Regions from separate parts of the Triticum aestivum genome. Here region 2 is linked to region 1. The links are chromatin contacts, called in public HiCAR-type maps. All regions are on one chromosome and are shown on one strand. The core of a region is the stretch at or near the end of the contact, and the rest is flanking DNA. Distances in the headings are between cores, read along the strand shown.

What was found. HiCAR-type assays count read pairs that join an accessible place to other places.
Region 2: a HiCAR-type map of leaf shows a contact between it and region 1, with 3 times the contacts expected there. The contact joins the promoter of LOC123167415 here to the promoter of LOC123167972 in region 1. A contact is called at or near these places in 1 of 5 Hi-C or Micro-C datasets (leaf) and 1 of 1 datasets of contacts at active chromatin or transcription factors (leaf).

What each region holds. Positions count from the first base shown.
Region 1 is chr7D:40,598,540-40,602,172 of IWGSC CS RefSeq v2.1, reverse strand. It overlaps LOC123167972, which reads left to right and starts at 1,856. Exons shown (of 5, transcript XR_006484170.1): 1 at 1,856-2,036; 2 at 3,076-3,126; 3 at 3,410-3,502.
Region 2 is chr7D:40,911,897-40,915,529 of IWGSC CS RefSeq v2.1, reverse strand. It overlaps LOC123167415 (putative transferase At4g12130, mitochondrial), which reads left to right and starts at 1,996. Exons shown (of 5, transcript XM_044585252.1): 1 at 1,996-2,538; 2 at 3,476-3,633. The coding sequence starts at 2,072.

The DNA.
Region 1 (3,633 bases), core at 607-3,106:
GCCATGGCCACTGCATCCCCATCATGGGCGGTGTGTTGCACCTCTAACCGGCGGTGTGCCTTCTCCTCCTTGCGGGACACGCTCTGTTGAGGAGAGGCGAGGATTGTGCCTCCTCAACTGACTCAACCTCTGTGATGTTGATTTCAAAATTGGGTGGGCCATACCTCCATGCCACGGTCTTGTATGCATGCGATGCAAAGCTTTGACATCTCAAAAGTGTCGAGCCACTTCCACTCGCCTTCACATGTGATATCCATGACGAAGTGGCCCCACGCACGGAGTCGAACGCTGAGGTATGACATGGCACTCGTGTTGGGGCGGCAGTGCAGTTGATGCCAATTGCAGGCAAATCACAGTGGAGCACCGATCGAAATTGATAGATTGGCGGCTAAATTGGGAGGCCGTTGCGGGAATCAACCCGGATTTGGTGGGCAACGAAGGTCAGTGCGGAGATTGACACTGGGGATTTTAGTGGTTTTTGGGGGGGGGGGGGGGGGGGGGGGGGGGGGGATGCGCCGACTGGCTACAAAGTGGCTGCGCACAGGGAAACTTCCGTGGGGGGTTGAGGGATCGCGTGGCGCGGCTCTGTTTTTGCTGCAGCCACTTCAAGTGCTGCAAATATGCAGCAGCGGAAAGCAATTTTTTAGGCTGCCAAAATTTGGTATTCACCTGTTCAAATATTGGATATCGACGTTGGGCGCTCATGCTACATGGAACGTTGGATGCTCGTACTCCATGTAGAAGAGTCAAACTTTGTGACGAGCAATGGGAACGGTCAACAAGCGATGGTCACTCACCACTTCACCGGTCAGCACGGCTCCCGCATCATTGCATCGTTGCAGAAAGAAACAGACTGTAGCCTCCAACTTTGCAGCTCATAAAGATCGTAAAAATCGATTTGTCTCGTCTCAATGGCACCATGATTAAATGACTAGCGGTAGTGCTTCTTTCCACGAGTGATTTTTTACTTTCGTTCTTGGTTTACTTAAACAAAATATTTTGTTGTTGTTGGTCCCCATGAACGGGCAGATTCTTCCCTACTGGTTTAGGATTTGGCCTAACAGCAGAGGAACACGCTAGAACAGACACGCTTTATACTAAATCGGATCATTCCTCAGGAGGGTCCGGGTTTTAGGCCGGGCTTGTAAAAGCCCAAAGCAAAAAACCCCAAGCCCGGGCCTGGCCTGGCCCGGCCTGAAGCACATGAACAGTGACATTTTTTTATTTAAAGTAATAATATTTAAGGTATTAAAATAATAAACTATACCTTATTTCAAATAAAATATAGATTTATGGTCATTTTGGGCTTTTTCTGGTCTTCGGGCTAGAAAATAGAGCCCAGGCCCAGCTTGGATGCTGGGCTTTCAAGCTCGGGCCTCCGGGCCGGGCTGTCCATGCACGGGTTGATCTAATTTATACTCAGGGCCGGCCTTGGTGTATGGCCCGGAGGGGCGACGGCCCAGGGGCCAGGCCGGGAGGGCCCATGATGTAGTATACATATAGTATAGCCCAGCAAAAAATAGGTAAGAAAAAAATTACGAGACAAAAGAAACGAGATTGGCTAGCACATCAGATGGCTATATAGGTAGCAACTAGTAAAAGTGCCCGTACGTTGCAACGGGCGAACAACAAAAACTCACAAAAGTTATAATGGCCACCATAAAACAACGGATTTGCTATTTTACAGCTGAGTGTTTTGCAATTCGTCGTCATTCGAATTGTTGTCCGTCCGTTTTTGCACGGAGATTCATGCTGGTTTTGGTTTTTGTTCGGGCTCGTTTCCGGGTCCGCTTTTTTTGTCGTGCACGGTTTTCTGTCCGCCCGTTATCGCCGGCCCGGGTCTGTTTGGTTTTTGTCTTGTTTGAATTTGGGAGTGCGTGTCTTTTCCACTTTCCCCATTCTGGACGCTCTGTTTCGATAAGGTTGAGGCCGAGCTCGAGCGGCGCAGCACAGCAGGCGATTTCTCTCCGTGCATGGCGATTCTCGCCGCTTGATTTTGATTGCGGTTCCCTTTCTCTTCGATCCCCGGTGTCGCGGTTGGTTGTTCCTCTCTTCCGCTCTCTGCCGTGTGCTTTTTGCTTGTGTTTGGTTCCAGATCAGGTGAGTTCATGTCGTCCCTGCCGTCGCACGCGCTGTTGTAGTTTTAGATGCATGATGTTGTTGACTCCCTGCTGAAGGTGAAGATGCCTGATTTGTGTGTGTCCCGGAGCACCTGCTTGTAGTTGTAGATGCATGATTTTGTTGACTCCCTGCCGGAGATGGAGATGCGTGATTTGTGTGTCTCCCCAAGCACCTGTTTGTAGTTGTAGATGCATGATTTTTATGGTTGAATCCCTGCTGGAGATGGAGGTGCGTAATTTGTGCGCCCCCCCCCCCCCCCCCCCCCCCCCCCCCCCTCCCCGCGCCGCTGATGTAGTTGTAGATGCGGTGGATGTTTTCCTGTCTCCTATCCACGGTTTGTTGTAGTTGGGGGGATTATGTACATGTGACCCCCATGTAGGTGCGTGATTCCGCGGATGCAATCACCACAAATGTCTCTGATGTAGTTGTAGATGCGGTGGTGTAGCTTATTCTGGACAGATGTGTCCTGCTCTCTTATGTCTTCTATTTCTCAATTGTGTCCTGTTTACATTGTAATTTTCCCAAGAATTCCCATAGTTTCTATGTGTACTTTGCAGTGTATCCCCCCCCCCCCCCCCCCCCCCCAATTTTTACAGTGTATTTTCTTGATTCAGTTATGTAATTCCTGAATTTATGGCTCTCAGTGCACCCCTAGTTTTATACTGTAATCGTCTTGCTTAGTTTATGTATTTATAATGTATTTTTTGCGCCTTTTTTGTAGTGAAATGTTCATGCTTTAGATATGTAATTATCAGGTTTAGATTTACGGATTTGCTATTTTACACTCGAATGGATGTATCTAGCACTGAACTTTCTGGTGATGAAGGAGGTTTTGACAAAGCTCTTTTGAAGTTCTATATGAATCAAGTGTGTTTTTCTTTCTTTGTAGTAGTTGATTTTGTTTTTGGTTATTTTCTTTTTTTTAGGTTGACCAGTGTCTTTTTGTTTTTTCAGAAAGTAAAATGCTTGAATAGGAAATTATCATCTGCTGGGAGAAGGAATGTGGTTAGTCCTCCTTGATCGTACCTAAAGTTATATCCGAGTAAAATGCTCCGTGATTTTTTTTCCTTGCATGTAAACATTTCCCATAGTATTTTTTGACTATGTAGTTCTGTACTTTTGATGTTAGTTATTATCATTTCTTTTTTGCTTGCACTTCTCAAGTTATTTTCTTTTTTTTCAGTATAAGTTATTAGTCTTTTTCAACGACTTTTTCATCTTGTTCATGTGAGTCCATTTTCTCCGTCATTTTCAGTATAAGTTATTTTATTTTTCTTTCTTTTTGTAGGAACCTCGTAATGTCTTCTTCGTCGAGGAATCCATTGTCTCCGTCTTGTACATGCGAGTCGTCTGGTTCTTTCCATTCTCCTTCATTATTGTGGTATGTTTCTTGAATTTGTTTTAGCTGCTGATGTGGTGGGATCAATATCTTCGGTCACCTGCAATTTTAGTCTCTTGTTTGAGTTTTGTTTTTCTTAAAGCTTTCATCTATGATATGTTCTTGTTTCTGAA
Region 2 (3,633 bases), core at 747-3,246, 310 kb before region 1:
ATTTGGAGGTGTAGGAACCAGAACAGTCCAACCTCTAAACACGGGTATTAGCACAGTCAGTGATCTGGATTCCCAGCATTAGAAACACCATGGAGTTCCATTTGTTGTTTCTCAGTTGTGTCCTTGAAAATAATGTCGAGTCTGTTTTATCAGGCACATTTGCTATTTCTCGGTTGCTTGATAAATCTGTAGGTTTCAATCTATTTTCATGGGAAGGAAATGTGTTGCCGACGGAAGCGAGTCTGATGGCTGATGGCTAATGGTGGGCCGGTTCGGCTGTGTGGGGATAGAAGGTCCGCGGAAGAGACTGCTATGTTGAGGGGTTTGGACGACAACAGTCGGCGGTAACGACGGTTTGGCCGATGGTAGAGAATGAGTCGGTGGGGAGCGGGAGTGAGGGCCGGATGGCTGGGGCGACGAAAAAGACTACTTGGTTGGGGGGCTTGGGTGATGACAACCGGTCACAGGTAGCGAGGGACACTGGTTAGGCAGTGGATCAATCAATGGGGATGAAATTCAGGGGGAGGTGGGATAGAGGGATGAGTAGCAATGGCGGAGTTATGTGCATTTCGGGGGCGCGGGGGGGGGGGGGGGGGGGGGGGGGGGGGCATGCCCCCCATGATCAGAGAAAACACTGAAGACTTTTTTTTTTCTAGGGGCTATGATTGAAGAAAGAAATAGTCATTAGCCCCCCCCCCCGCCTCCCCCCCAAACAATCATATTTTCTGCTCTGCCCCTCCCCTGCCGTTCTCTACTAGCTCCACCACTGATGAGTAGGTCCGCGAGATAGAGTGCTTGACTGAGGGATTAGGACGGCAATGACCGATTGCAGGCAACGAGGGACAGTGGTTCGGCCGATTGTAGAGAATGAGTCAGTAGGGGGCATGGGGGAGGGGGAGTGAGGGATGGCTGGGTTAGTGGAAAATATTTTTTAGTTGGGAGGCTTGGGGCGATGATAGCCGGTCGCAGGTAGCGAGGGACGATGGTTAGGTAGTAGATAAATCTATGGGGATGAAGGGCCAAGGGGAGGGATGGGGCATAGAGCGATGACTAGGTCGACGAAAGATTGCTTAGTTGAGGGGTTGGGATGGCAACAACCGGCCTCGAGTAGCGGATGACAACAGTTTGGCTAATTGTAGCTAACGAGTCAGTGGGGAGCGACAAGGAGAGGGCAAAGTGAGGAATGGGTTTGGCGATGACACCCAGTCACAGATAGCGAGGGACGATGTCCAGTTAGCGGATAAATCAATGGGGATAAACATTTGTGTATGGGGGTGGTGGTGGTAGAGGGATGACTAGTTCCGCAAAAGAAAATGCTTGGTTTTTGCGAGGGACAATGAACGGCCGTAGGTAGGAGGGATGACGGTTTGGCCGATTGTAGCGATGAGCCAACTGGAACGTGAGGGCAAGTGCATGTGCATGTATGTATATGTACTGCGTTAAGAAAAAAAATACTTCCTCTATAAACTAATATAAGATCGTTTAGATTAGATGTGAACATTAGTTTAGAAGGAGTACTCACAAGTATTCTAACCGTGCCCATCAGCCCACCAGGGTTTAAATCGCGGTGCTCGCATTTATCCTGGATTTATTTCAGAATTTTCGATAATACACTTTCAGTGGGAGAAGACGTTTCCGTCGACGACGGGGCGCCTACGGTAACTTTATAAGATAATATGTCGGCTCAGTCCGTCGGAGATGCTCATATGGTTAGGACGTGCGGGTGTGCTCATAGGGCGAGTGTGTGCGCGTCTGTATGAGCCCTTGTCTCTTTACTAATGTTTAATTTTTTTTATTTTAACCGTGCCGGCCACACGAGTCACCGCAGAGGTAACCACACGACACCCCTCGTCTACACATCTCCACGGCCCACGCGACCCGAGCACACGCACGCACCGGCTCGCGCTCCCGCCACGTCCCTCCCCACGCGTCCCCCCCACCCCACCTCCACCGCCGCCGCCGCTTCCACCCCCCGGAAAACGCCGTGACCCGACCTCCCCATCCCCACCCCAGATTCGCCCCAAACCCCGACCGCAAAACCCCCGTCCCCGTCTCCAGCTCCTCCCTCCCCATGCTGCCGCTCGCCCGCCGCCTGGCGCGCTACGGTCCGGGCGCCCGCCGCCTGCTCCACACGGGCCCGCCGGCGGACCCGGGCGTGCTGGCGAGCCGCCTGGCGTCGCGCGCCGTGGTCCGCTTCCGGGGCCCCGAGGCGGCGCGCTTCCTCAACTCGCTCCTCACCAACGACGTCCTCCTCTCCCACGCCTCGTCGTCCCAGCCGCAGAGGTACGCGCCCACGCCCAACCTGCCCGCGCGGGCGCCGCCGCCGCAGTACGCCGCGCTGCTCACGCCGCAGGGCCGGTTCCTCTACGACCTCTTCCTCTACCGCCCCGCCCCGCGCTCCCAGATGCTCGACCGCACCGGGGCCGCGCCCCAGACCGGGGAGCGGCCCGGCGGGGAGGATGGGGAGGGTGATGGCGGGGAGGTGCTCGCGGATGTGGACGCCGCCGAGGTCGACGAGCTGCTCGCCTGCTTCAAGAGGTGAGGATTCGCGCGGCTGACTTGTTAACGGGGTTTGCAGTTGCAGTCATTACTCTGTCTGTGGTTGAACTGCGACCGGAAAAGCAAGATTAGTTTCGGGAAGTGAACAGTGCTGTACGAGCTAATTAACCCATGGGGGAAACCGTTAACCAACCACTTTAGGAGATGGAGCTTCCGTAATCAAAGCAGTTGCTGGTTGATTAGCTGTTTCCTTGGGTAGTCAGGTTACAATTTGCAGATGATCGATTGTGTGCCCATTACGGTTGGACATTTTAGTGCCATAACTGAGAGTCATAAATTTTGAAGTTTCATTGCCGATAACCTTAAATTTGGATCAGTTGGCTCGCAATTGGGAAGTTGGAGCATGTTTTGGTCTCAACTAGGGATCGTAATCGGTCTGCGATGGAAAGCAGCGTTAATTTGGGAAGAAATTTACGAGCTAATCAACTGATGGGGCAATCACTGTGAGGAATGGAGTTTCTGGAGTCAAGGCAGGGCTGAGTGATTTTCGCCTGTTTGCTTGGGTAGTTAATGACTTGACGAGCAGATGGCTATTTTCTCAGTTCTGCTGGACACTTCAGTGCAGTATGTTTGGAGTTCTGACTCTTACAGGAGTTTGGAAATTTCAGGTGCTAAGACTGAAAATTGCAACTGAAGAACGTCATTGGCCCACTGTTGTGAATGCTTTAGTGTCAAGTAGGATTGTGGACCTACTGGGAATGTCTAGTCTCAAGTAGGAAATCATCGTATGGGCTATGGAGTAGCTTTCCTTGCACGAATTATAGGTAGCTGCTAGGTTGTTGTTGTGTTGAGCTCTAGTAGTCTAGTAGGAGTATATGAGAATTTTAATGATTTTTGTATCGTTTTGTTATTGCTTTCCGCATGCGTAAACTTTCTCCAGTTCAAATGTCTTGAGTCCTGGCAATCCATTTTGTAGATATCGGCTGCGGAGCAAGGTTGAGATAGATAATGTAAGTGAGGAGTTTTTGTGCTGGCAAAGATTTGGAAACGATGTGGCACATGCTGGACCTTCCACTCAAGAACCCGAGGCTCAATCCATTGGATGGGGACAAGGTAGTGACCATGCTGCTGAGT